Linked DNA regions of Mus musculus: regions 1 and 3 are each linked to region 2. The links are chromatin contacts, called in public HiCAR-type and HiChIP or PLAC-seq maps. All regions are on one chromosome and are shown on one strand. The core of a region is the stretch at or near the end of the contact, and the rest is flanking DNA. Distances in the headings are between cores, read along the strand shown.

What was found. HiCAR-type assays count read pairs that join an accessible place to other places. HiChIP or PLAC-seq counts read pairs in DNA pulled down with a chosen protein or histone mark.
Region 1: a HiCAR-type map of embryonic stem cells shows a contact between it and region 2, with 3 times the contacts expected there. The contact joins two enhancer-like sites. A contact is called at or near these places in 7 of 39 promoter capture datasets (the C10 cell line, the HPC-7 cell line, cranial neural crest and 4 more), 3 of 15 datasets of contacts at CTCF or cohesin (the NIH/3T3 cell line and large pre-B cells), 9 of 484 Hi-C or Micro-C datasets (the C3H10T1/2 cell line, the P5424 cell line, cerebral cortex and 4 more), 11 of 115 datasets of contacts at active chromatin or transcription factors (T-cell acute lymphoblastic leukemia, acute myeloid leukemia, craniofacial prominence and 6 more) and 3 of 9 other capture datasets (adipose tissue, liver and pancreatic islet).
Region 3: an H3K4me3 HiChIP or PLAC-seq map of embryonic stem cells shows a contact between it and region 2, with 14 read pairs. The contact joins the promoter of Pcyt1a here to the enhancer-like site in region 2. A contact is called at or near these places in 5 of 39 promoter capture datasets (the 3T3-L1 cell line, 3T3-L1-derived adipocytes, the HPC-7 cell line and 2 more), 1 of 15 datasets of contacts at CTCF or cohesin (the NIH/3T3 cell line), 1 of 484 Hi-C or Micro-C datasets (bone marrow-derived macrophages), 5 of 115 datasets of contacts at active chromatin or transcription factors (bone marrow-derived macrophages, effector CD8 T cells, embryonic stem cells and 1 more) and 3 of 9 other capture datasets (adipose tissue, liver and pancreatic islet).

What each region holds. Positions count from the first base shown.
Region 1 is chr16:32,111,909-32,115,323 of GRCm38.p6, forward strand. No RefSeq gene overlaps it. Among named protein-coding and RNA genes, the nearest start is that of Cep19, 14 kb to the left of the region's middle. Within about 2 kb of position 1,868, at least 154 of the 459 cell types and tissues checked have an H3K27ac peak or open chromatin away from gene starts, as enhancers often do. A contact at or near this core is called in embryonic stem cells, where this site is marked.
Region 2 is chr16:32,290,727-32,294,180 of GRCm38.p6, forward strand. Rnf168 (ring finger protein 168) reads left to right here. Exons shown (of 6, transcript NM_027355.2): 5 at 1,177-1,255. Among named protein-coding and RNA genes, the nearest start is that of Rnf168, 15 kb to the left of the region's middle. Within about 2 kb of position 1,280, at least 4 of the 459 cell types and tissues checked have an H3K27ac peak or open chromatin away from gene starts, as enhancers often do. A contact at or near this core is called in embryonic stem cells, where this site is marked.
Region 3 is chr16:32,429,117-32,432,469 of GRCm38.p6, forward strand. Pcyt1a (phosphate cytidylyltransferase 1, choline, alpha isoform) reads left to right here and starts at 1,805. Exons shown (of 9, transcript NM_009981.4): 1 at 1,805-1,915.

The DNA.
Region 1 (3,415 bases), core at 618-3,117, 180 kb before region 2:
CAAAGACAACCAGGACTACACAGAGAAACCTGTCTCAAAAAAAAAAACCAGAAAAACAAACAAACAAACAGCAACAACAAAACCCCCCAAAATGTATGCTCAATAGCTTCCCAACTTTTTATCCTTGGAGTTCTTTCCCTCCTCTGACTTCATTTTATTCTCAAGGCTGAAAATCTGTCATCCCATAGGGAAGGGCCCAACAGTTCTTCTTTCCCATCTTACAAATCCTAGGCCTTTGCCTGTCTGCTGCCAAGCCTGGCACCTTCTCCTGTAACACTACAGGCTCTGGCCTCAGCATCACATCCACATCTGTATGATTGGTCATCCCTGAGGAAAAACCAACCAACCAAACAAACAAACAAAAAAACCTCCTGAATTAATAGAATACTCATCAGCTCTTGCACGGGTAACAGCTTTATTTTTTATTTATTTATTTATTTATTTATTTTTCAAGATAGGGTTTCTCTGTATAGCCCTGGCTGTCCTGGAGCTCACTTTGTAGACCAGGCTGGCCTCAAACTCAGAAATCTGCCTGCCTCTGCCTCCCGAGTGCTGGGATTAAAGGCGTGTGCCACCACACCCGGCTCAGTTGTATTTTTAATAAAGATAAAATTAATTAATTTAATTAAATTAATTTAATTAAATATTTAATTAAAAGTGGGGATGGAGAAGAACATCAGAAGACCACTCTCAGGTCTCTCCTCCCTCCAGGCAGATTCATGAATCATACTGGAATCAGCTTGGCAGTTGGTCCCCTGTCCACCAAGTCATCTCTCTGGGGCTTGCCCAGTGCAGAGAGTGGGAGAGGCATTATCAACCCGTCTCACACCTTCTCAGACTTCTGAGTACAAAACAGACTGCTTTCTCAAGACAAGACCTTCAAGCCTCTAACTCAAGCTAGTGGATTGCAATCTTGAGGATGGTCAGACTCGTCATCACAGCACAGATAGATCCCTGTCTCAGGGATTCGGATTCATGAGCCAAGGGGTAGGACTGAGACTCTGCTAACAGTCCTTCCCCCCTCCCCCCGCACCACACCCTCTGCCCCCCACCACCACACACACACACACACACACACACACACACACACCCCAACCACTGTGCTAGGCTTTTGTTCTTCAGTTTTGGAAACCCACAATCCATCATTCTGTTAACTCCACCACAATCCCACTGTGGCTCTCTGAAACACTCATAATAACGTAATTCTATCAGATCCAACCTTCCATTCAAACCGTCCCACAGTCACAACCCTTGGACATCGTGGCTCCCAGGTTCACCTTTATGCAGGCACTAAGCATGTAGAAGGCATTGTCACTAGAGATTCCACAGAAGGAAGGACTGATGTAGGCTAAAGCAACCGAGACACTTTAAGATGGAGACCGGGTTGAGCCAGGAGGTGGTGGTGCACGCCTTTAATTCTAGCTCTTGGGAGGCAGTGCCGTCTACAGAATGAATTCTAGGACAGCCAGGGCTGCACAGAGAAACCCTGACTAGGTTCCGGTTTATTCTCAAAGGTAAATTTATCTATTTAGAATGCAGAGGAATGAGCAGTGTTGATACCAAGAATCATGTAACCCCAGAAAACTGGAGGATACACTGGGCCAGTAATGCAGTGGTAAATGATTCCATGGGAGGGGCCTGTCTGCTGCCAGAAGCATTAGTACAACCAAGCAGCACTTAGGCCTGAGTACTACTGGGTGAGGCAGAGTGCGGCCATCCGGGAAATGGGTGTGTTTACTTAGGACTGGGGCAGATTAATCTACTTCTTCTTTCTGTGGAAAAAATTGCTCTCTCCTGCAAGGCGCGGCAAGAACTGAAACCAGGAGGAAGCTTTGCTCAATAGGAAGTGAGCTCCAATTCTAAAATGGGGAAGCACTGCGTTCCTCCAGCGAGACGATCCTGAGCTGAAAAGGAGTGAGAAGCGGACTCGGACGGCTGGGGGCCCCTGGAAACAACCCACGTGGCCGCCAGGAAGACATCGCGAAATCAATGGTGGAGCATCTGCGCTGTGGCATACTGGATTAGATTCCTCTCTATTCCTTCCATGAGGTGTCCTTACAAAAACAACTAAGGGGTTCGTTTATTCTAGCTCACAACCTCAGACTACACTACAGTCCCTGGAGGTTCCGGTGGCAGAGGCTTCCAAGAGCTGGTCACATGACAACCAGAACAAGTGTACCCACGTACGCGTCTCAGCCCAGTCTTTACTGTCTGGCGCCCAGCCCAGGAAACTGTGCCGCCCACATTGGAAGGGAGTCTTTCCACCTCTATTGAGATTTCTGAGTTCGAGGCCAGCCTGATCTACAAAGTGAGTTCCAGGACAGCCAGGGCTACACAGAGAAACCCTGTCTCGAAAAAAAAAAAACAAAAACAAAACAAAAAAAAAAAAAAAGAAAGAAAGAAAGAATGAAAAAAGAAAAGAAAATTCCTCAGACATGCTTGAGGGCCAACTTAATGTAGGCAGCTCCGCCTTCAGACTCCCTTCCTAGGCGATTCTAGATTGGGTCAAATTGACGAATAAAACTAACCATCATACATAGCGGTGGTGGCACACGCCTTTAATCCCAGCACTCGGAAAGATGAGGCAGGCAGGTCTCAATGAGTTCGAGGTCAGCCTAGTGTACAGAGTGAATCCCAGGGCAGCCAGGGATACACAGAGAAACCCTGTCTTGAAAACAAAGACTAACCATCACATACGACCTGGATACCCTAGCAAAAAAAGGGGGGGGGGGGAGCCAGAACCTTCGGGATGGGATCCAGGGCTAACTGCGAAAGCAACTTGCAGACTGACAGCAGATTCTAAACCCTTCCCATCACCTACCATACACGCAAGTCCCAGGACTGCAGCCAGCTGCAGAGGGACTGTGCTAGAGTAGGGCTTCACCATTTAAATGCGAAGACTTGGCTCCCGCTCTTTCGGTTTACCTAAATCCCATCTCCAGACTCTTTGTGTTACTTCTGTCCCTCCCTCATTTACCTCCCTCTCCCATTCCCATATACAAGTCCAATACTGGGCTTTTAAAAGAAGAGAAATGCCCTGCCAACGGGGTTGGAGTTGTAATGCCCTTCCCCTGAGCCTAATTCTTCAAGCTCCTTTCCACCTAACATGGTTGGAGGAACTTCCAAAACCCAACTGCTTTTCCCCTTAATTAAACCCAAATAATCAATTTACAGCTTTGTTCAATCTTGAATTCTTTTCCTGTCCCTTCACTTGCCCATGCCCCCGTAGGCCCGCTCATATAAATTGCTGTTGGCTGGATTCCGTACCTCTCCCAAGGCTTGGACTTTGATCATATCCCCTAATGACAGGAAGACATGGATATGTTCCACATTTCAAGTTCACTAAAGCATCAAAAATAAAAAATAAAACAGAGGAACTGCAATTCCTGTGAGTAGGTGGACGGCTTCTGACACT
Region 2 (3,454 bases), core at 30-2,529:
TTTAAAAAGGATGCTTTATGCTTTGAACTAGGTATGATTGATGACATACATTCAGTCACACTTACTCTAAAGGCTAAATAATAAGACAGGAGAACTTGGGGTTGAACCCAGCCTGGACATGGTAAGTCGTTGTCTAAAAAGGAGTCGCCGCTAGTTGTGGTAGTGTACATTGGTAGGATTTGCTGAAGGAGGCAGATGCAGGCGATTCACGAGTTTGAGGCCAGCCTGAGCTACACATTTAAAAGGAGGTGGAGGCTAGACTGTAGAAATACATGTTTTGCAGTCTGTAGCAGTGAGTGAGGTGGGATGCTGTTGAGCCTTTGACGTTTCAGATTGCCAGGAGGACCTCAAGAGCTGCTTCATGCAGAGTTCGAGTGGAGAAATTGCTTTGTCAGAGGAGGATAATGAAATCCTCTCATCTAAATGTTAGGATGTCAGATGCCTCCATGATTCATGGAGTTGAAAGAAGAGCATATGTAACATGTCAGCTCTTGGTTTGTACTAACTGCCACCAATAAGCCTTTTTTACCATGGGAGAGAATTGAAGTAATAACAAATAGCTGTTAACATGCATGAGAACCTGGGTCCCTGCTGACAGAAACAATAAAGCCATTTTCTTAAAATAAAAGAAAAAATAATAGCCAAATTTTCTGGTAAGACAAAATAGCCTCCTCTTAGAATAATGACTTGTTGTTTGTTTATTTTTGAGATCGTTTCTCTGTGTAGCCCTGGCTGTCCTGGAACTCAAGCTGGCCTTGAACTGGGGAGTGCTCTGTCTCCTGAGTACTGGGATTAAAGATGTGAGTCACCACTGCCTAGCCTAAAATGATATTTTTGTGAATTTTGAGAAACTTTATGGCCTTCCATTGTTTGATCCTATCAACCTTTAAACTCTTTTCAAGAATTATAAGATATTAAAATGACCTTTTCTTCCCTTTCTGTTTTTACACTAAAATACAGTGCTAAACCCCAAAGCTCATGCCTCCTGTGTGCTAGCCAGGCAGTCTTGGAAAACTCAGGGTTTCAAATATTATCTTAGAGTTGACCGGAGACCTGGAGATGTTCCAGTAAGATAGCAAGCAAAAATGGTTCATCAACCTTTTACCATATTGGATTTTTTTCAAAACATCTAAGTTTTAGTAAACTTTAAATTTTTGTTTGTTTGTTTGTTTAAAGATATTTGTCACCTAAGTTGAAGCCTGGGACCGCCTTGGCATGTAAGGCTGAGCTTGAGGAAGACATCTGCAAGTCTAAGGTACGTTGATGCTCAGAGTGGGGCGGGGCATTGACTCCTGCTGTGCATTACTAAGACCTGGGCTGTCTTGGCTCACTTCTCTCTAATGGACCCTGATAGATACTTTTGTCTTTGTTATCAGAGGTGCTCCGCCCTGGCTACCAGTGGATGCCTTCTTAGTAAATACACAAACAAGTGAGCTTCTCTTGTGTCCAAGTAAAACTTTCTCTTTTCTTTGGAGATTTTATTGATTTATTTCTTTTATTATTAAAAAATTTTTTTTATTATTATTCTTTTTATTAGGTATTTTCTTCATTTACATTTCCAATGCTATCCCAAAAGTCTCCCATACCCCCCCCACTCCCCTACCCACCCACTCCCACTTCTTGGCCCAGGTGTTCCCCTGTACTGGGGCATATAAAGTTTGCAAGACCAATGGGCCTCTCTTTCCAATGATGGCCGACTAGGCCATCTTTTGATACATATGCAGCTAGATTCAAGAGCTCTGGGGTGTACTGGTTAGTTCATATTGTTGTTCCACCTATAGGGTTGCAGATCCCTTTAGCTCCTTGGGTACTTTCTCTAGCTCCTCCTGTGATCCATCCAATAGCTGACTGTGAGCATCCACTTCTGTGTTTGCTAGGCCTCGGCATAGTCTCACAAGAGACAGCTATATCAGGGTCCTTTCAGCAAAATCTTGCTAGTGTATGCAATGGTGTCAGCATTTGGAGGCTGATTATGGGATGGATCCCCGGGTATGGCAGTCTCTAGATGGTCCATCCTTTCATCTCAACTCCAAACTTTGTCTCTGTAACTCCTTCCATAGGTGTTTTGTTCCCAATTCTAAGAAGGGGCAAAGTGTCCACACTTTGGTCTTTGTTCTTCTTGAGTTTCATGTGTTTTGCAAATTCTATCTTATATCTTGGGCATTCTAAGTTTCTGGGCTAATATCCACTTATCAGTGAGTACATATCATGTGAGTTCCTTTGTGATTGGGTTACCTCACTCAGGATGATGCCCTCCAGGTCCATCCATTTGCCTAGGAATTTCATAAATTCATTCTTTTTAATAGCTGAGTAGTACTCCATTATGTAAATGTACCACATTTTCTGTTTCCATTCCTCTGTTGAGGGACATCTGGGTTCTTTCCAGCTTCTGGCTATTACAAGTAAGGCTGCTATGAACATAGTTGAGCATGTGTCCTTCTTACCGGTTGGAACATCTAATGGATATATGCCCAGGAGAGGTATTGTGGGATCCTCCAGTAGTACTATGTCCAATTTTCTGAGGAACGGCCAGACTGATTTCCAGAGTGGTTGTACAGGCTTGCAATCCCACCAACAATGGAGGAGTGTTCCTCTTTCTCCACATTTTCGCCAGCATCTGCTGTCACCTGAGTTTTTGATCTTAGCCATTCTGACTGGTGTGAGATGGAATCTCAGGGTTGTTTTGATTTGCATTTCCCTGATGATTAAGGATGCTGAACATTTTTTCAGGTGCTTCTCAGCCATTCGGTATTCCTTAGGTGAGAATTGTTTAGCTCTGAGCCCCTTTTTTTAATGGGGTTATTTGATTTTCTGGAGTCTACCTTCTTGATTTCTTTATATATATTGGATATTAGTCCCCTATCTGATTTAGGATAGGTAAAGATCCTTTCCCAATCTGTTGGTGGCCTTTTTGTCTTATTGACAGTGTCTTTTGCCTTACAGAAGCTTTGCAATTTTATGAGGTCCCATTTGTCGATTCTCGATCTTACAGCACAAGCCATTGCTTTTCTATTCAGGAATTTTTCCCCTGTGCCCATATCTTCGAGGCTTTTCCCCACTTTCTCCTCTATAAGTTTCACTGTCTCTGGTTTTATGTGGAGTTCCTTGATCCACTTAGATTTGACCTTAGTACAAGGAGATAGGAATGGATCAATTCGCATTCTTCTACATGATAACAGCCAGTTGTGCCAGCACCATTTGTTGAAAATGCTGTCTTTTTTCCACTGGATGGTTTTAGCTCCCTTGTCAAAGATCCAGTGACCATAGGTGTGTGGGTTCATTTCTGGGTCTTCAATTCTATTCCATTGGTCTACTTGTCTGTCGATATACCAGTACCATGCAGTTTTTATCACAATTGCTCTGTAGTACAGCTTTAAGTCAGGCATGGTGATTCCACCAGAGGTTCTTTTATCCTTGAGAAGAGTTTTTGCTATCCTAGGTTATTTGTTATTCC
Region 3 (3,353 bases), core at 555-3,054, 140 kb after region 2:
ATGACTTTCATAATAGCTGCATTTATATCATTAGGTTATACCATTTGAATTTTGACCTTTCCTTATCAAGGGGCTAATTTCAAATTTTGCACCATTATAAAAACTTACTTTCTTTGTACTGTTGCTTTCGTTTCTTCTGGCCTGTTATTTGTGCTCAGCTATTGGCTGACTACCCTATGGTTTACACAGCTCACTGCTTAAAGGTATATCCCTTTTGTTTAGTGACAGGGTCTGAGAAATTTCAAGTGTACATGAAAGTAGAGCAAGGAGTTTCAGCCAGGTGGTGCTGTCACACGCCTTTAATCCCAGCACCCAAGAGGCAGAAGCAGGTGGATCTCTGTGAATTATACATTAGCCTGCTCTATACAGAGACACCCTGTCTAGAAAATAACCACCACCATAAAAAGATTCCTAGGTTTCTATGTTAGCTACAGTCTAAACTACTACCTTTGTGATGCCCATCTTCCCCAGAGAGGCCCTTGGTGTCTCCTCCAGCTACGAAGTCCTTTTTTGGGGGCATTTTATCTGCCAAGTCCAAATACCTATTTGAACTTAAGTGTGTGTGCTAGCTTTTAATCATTTTTCTCCTTAGAAGCACCTCAGCAGATGCACAAGTTCACCCATCCTCTTTCCTCTCAGTTATCTTCAAGTAAAAAATGCAAACAAATACATAAAAGTCTACCCCCACCCCCCCCATCTTTCTCCTGTAGAGTTTTCTTCCCACTTGCCTTACAGCTACAGAATTGCACAGGGTGTGGCGGCTAATGACCGCACTCTAGAGTCTGAGGCAGGAGGTCCACTGCAAATTCAAGGCCGGCATGGGACAAATAGTAAGGTCCAGGCCAGTCTCGGCAACAGTAAAGGCCATGTCTGATAGTTACTTTTAATTCCCCTCAAAAAGTCTGGAGAGAGAGTTCAGTGGTTAAGAGTTAAAAGCACTTACTGTTCAATTAAGACTAGAATTAGCCCGGCAGTGGTGGTGCACGCCTTTAATCCCAGCACTGGGGAGGCACAGGCAGGTGGATTTCTGAGTTCGAGGCCAGCCTGGTCTACAGAGTGAGTTCCAGGACAGCCAGGGCTACACAGAGAAACCCTGTCTCGAAAAAACGAAAAAAAAAAAAACAAAAAACAAAAAACAAAAAACCAAAAAACCAAAAAAAACAAAACCCACTAGAGTTCAGGTCCCAGCACCCAGGTATTCACAAAGGCCCGTTAACTCTAGCTCCAAGACATGTCACCCCATTTATGGCCTCCGTGGACACACAAAATCTTAGAAGTGTGTTGTGTGTGTGTGTGTGTGGGGGGGGGGGACTCGGCCAAACAAAATCCCCCAAAAGCTCACCGTAGGAAGTTCGTTCCCTAGACTACAGCCTCCTTGTCTGTGCATTTTTGCCCTCGCCTCTACTCCTGCTCCACTACTTCCCGGGTCGATTTCTAGGCTCGTTTTCTGATGAGTCAACCCAGGTCCGAATAACTGGCAGACAGAGGATGAGCTCAGACCCGAGCTCGCCTGACCGAGCCGGCGGGCTCGAAGTCCTCGGGGAGGTCGGACATCGGAGCCCCAGCCCTGCGGAGAAGGCGAGGGGCAGCGGGCGCAGGGGACGCCGGGAGACCGGCGGCAGGAGGCGCCACACATCCGGAATTCCGAGCCCGCCGACCCCGCGCCTGCCTCCAGCGCTTCGGCTCAGTCACCCCACGCGCCCGGCCCCTCTGGAAGCGGAACTACTCTGTCAGGTTGTGGTTTTCAGGAATGCGGAGGTGGCATTGACAAGAGGGCGGGCGGGAGGCGGGACTTCCGGTCCGCAGTCCGGTCAGATGTTTCCCGGGCGTCTCCCCGCAACCCATTTGACTTCGCTAGTCGGTGACGCGGCGCGGGGAAGGGATCCGAGGGGGACCGGAGCCTGGAGGAGTTGAGGTAAGGAAACTCCGGGTAGTGGGTGCTTTGCGAGGACAAAGGCGGGCTGGGAGCGTGAGGGGGCTGCGACTGAAGAGTGGGCCAGTGACAGCTAGGGAAAGTGTGAAGCAGGAGGCTACTGTGACCGAGGTACAATGACAGCCAAGAGGACTGTGACCCAGGGGTGGCCGCTTGTGAGGGGTCTGTGACCCCCGGAGCAGTAAATGCGAGGGACTCTGACCTCGGAGAGCACGAGGCAGAGGCTGCGACGGGACCATGACCGAGTAAGTATGCAGCAGTGACTACCCGGGGACTGACTGATCGATGGATAGTGACTGAGGGGATTGATCCGAGGGACCATGAAGCAGCGGCTGCGAGGGCGCGCTCACCGACAAGCAGCGACTTTGAGGGCTGACTTGGAGGAGAATGTAAGATCAGGAATTGGGGGTGGTGCTTTGCACTTGTGTTTGTGTACAAAGTGTGAGTGAATGAGCGAGGGACCCACCCGGCACAGGTCTTACGAAGAAACCGCACTGGTGTGAGACCAGACCAGAGTTTGAATTTTACGGGCAAACTTCCGTGGGTGAGAAACTTAGTTCACCACTGAGCTAGTGTCTTCGTCAGTAAGCGGAAAGTTCAGAGTTGGATTATGCCACCCAACTCTGAGTCCCAGTTTACTATTGGGCTGTGAAGACAGTTTAGTTGGATGGCAACTAACTAAATACAGACAACTGGTCTACAATAGAAATCCCCGCTGTGTTCACATAGTAAGGATTTATAAAATAGGTTTCAGGTGTGTTTGCAATGATGCTATAAAGTTAGCTTCCTACATCTTACTACGTATGCAGTAAACGAGCTAAAGTTTGAAAACTGGGTGTGGTGATACACAACTAGAATTCAGACACCCAGGAGGCTGAGACAAGTATTTTCAGTTGGGCTTAAAAATTTTGGTGGACTTAAAGTGTTTTGGTTTTGTTTCTTTGCTCTTGCTTGTGAGTTTGTTTCTTCAAGTCAAGGTGTCTCTATGTAGCCCTGGTTGTCCTGGAACTCCCTCTGTAGACCGGGCTGGCCTTGAACTCAGAGATCTGCCTATTTCTGCCTCACCAGTGCTGGCTCTGAGGCATTAATACAGGATCTCACTATGTATAGCCACTGACCTGGAACCATCTAGACCAGGGTGGCCTTGAACTCACAGAGACTCCTGGCCTCTGCCTCAAGATTAAAGGTGCATGCCACCATGTCTAGCTTTTTGCTGTTGTTGCTTTTTTAGTTTGAGAAGTAGTGGGTTTGGATTATTTGAGGTTTTTCTTTCTGTAATGATTCTATGATTAAGGAACTGCAGAGAAGTAAGTGTAGAGTGAGTTAGGAACTGGGACCTGTGCTGGCCACAGGCTCCAACAGATGGCCTTAACTGGAGAAAGCTATTTGACCGTAATCAAGATAGCTAGTTATGATTGAG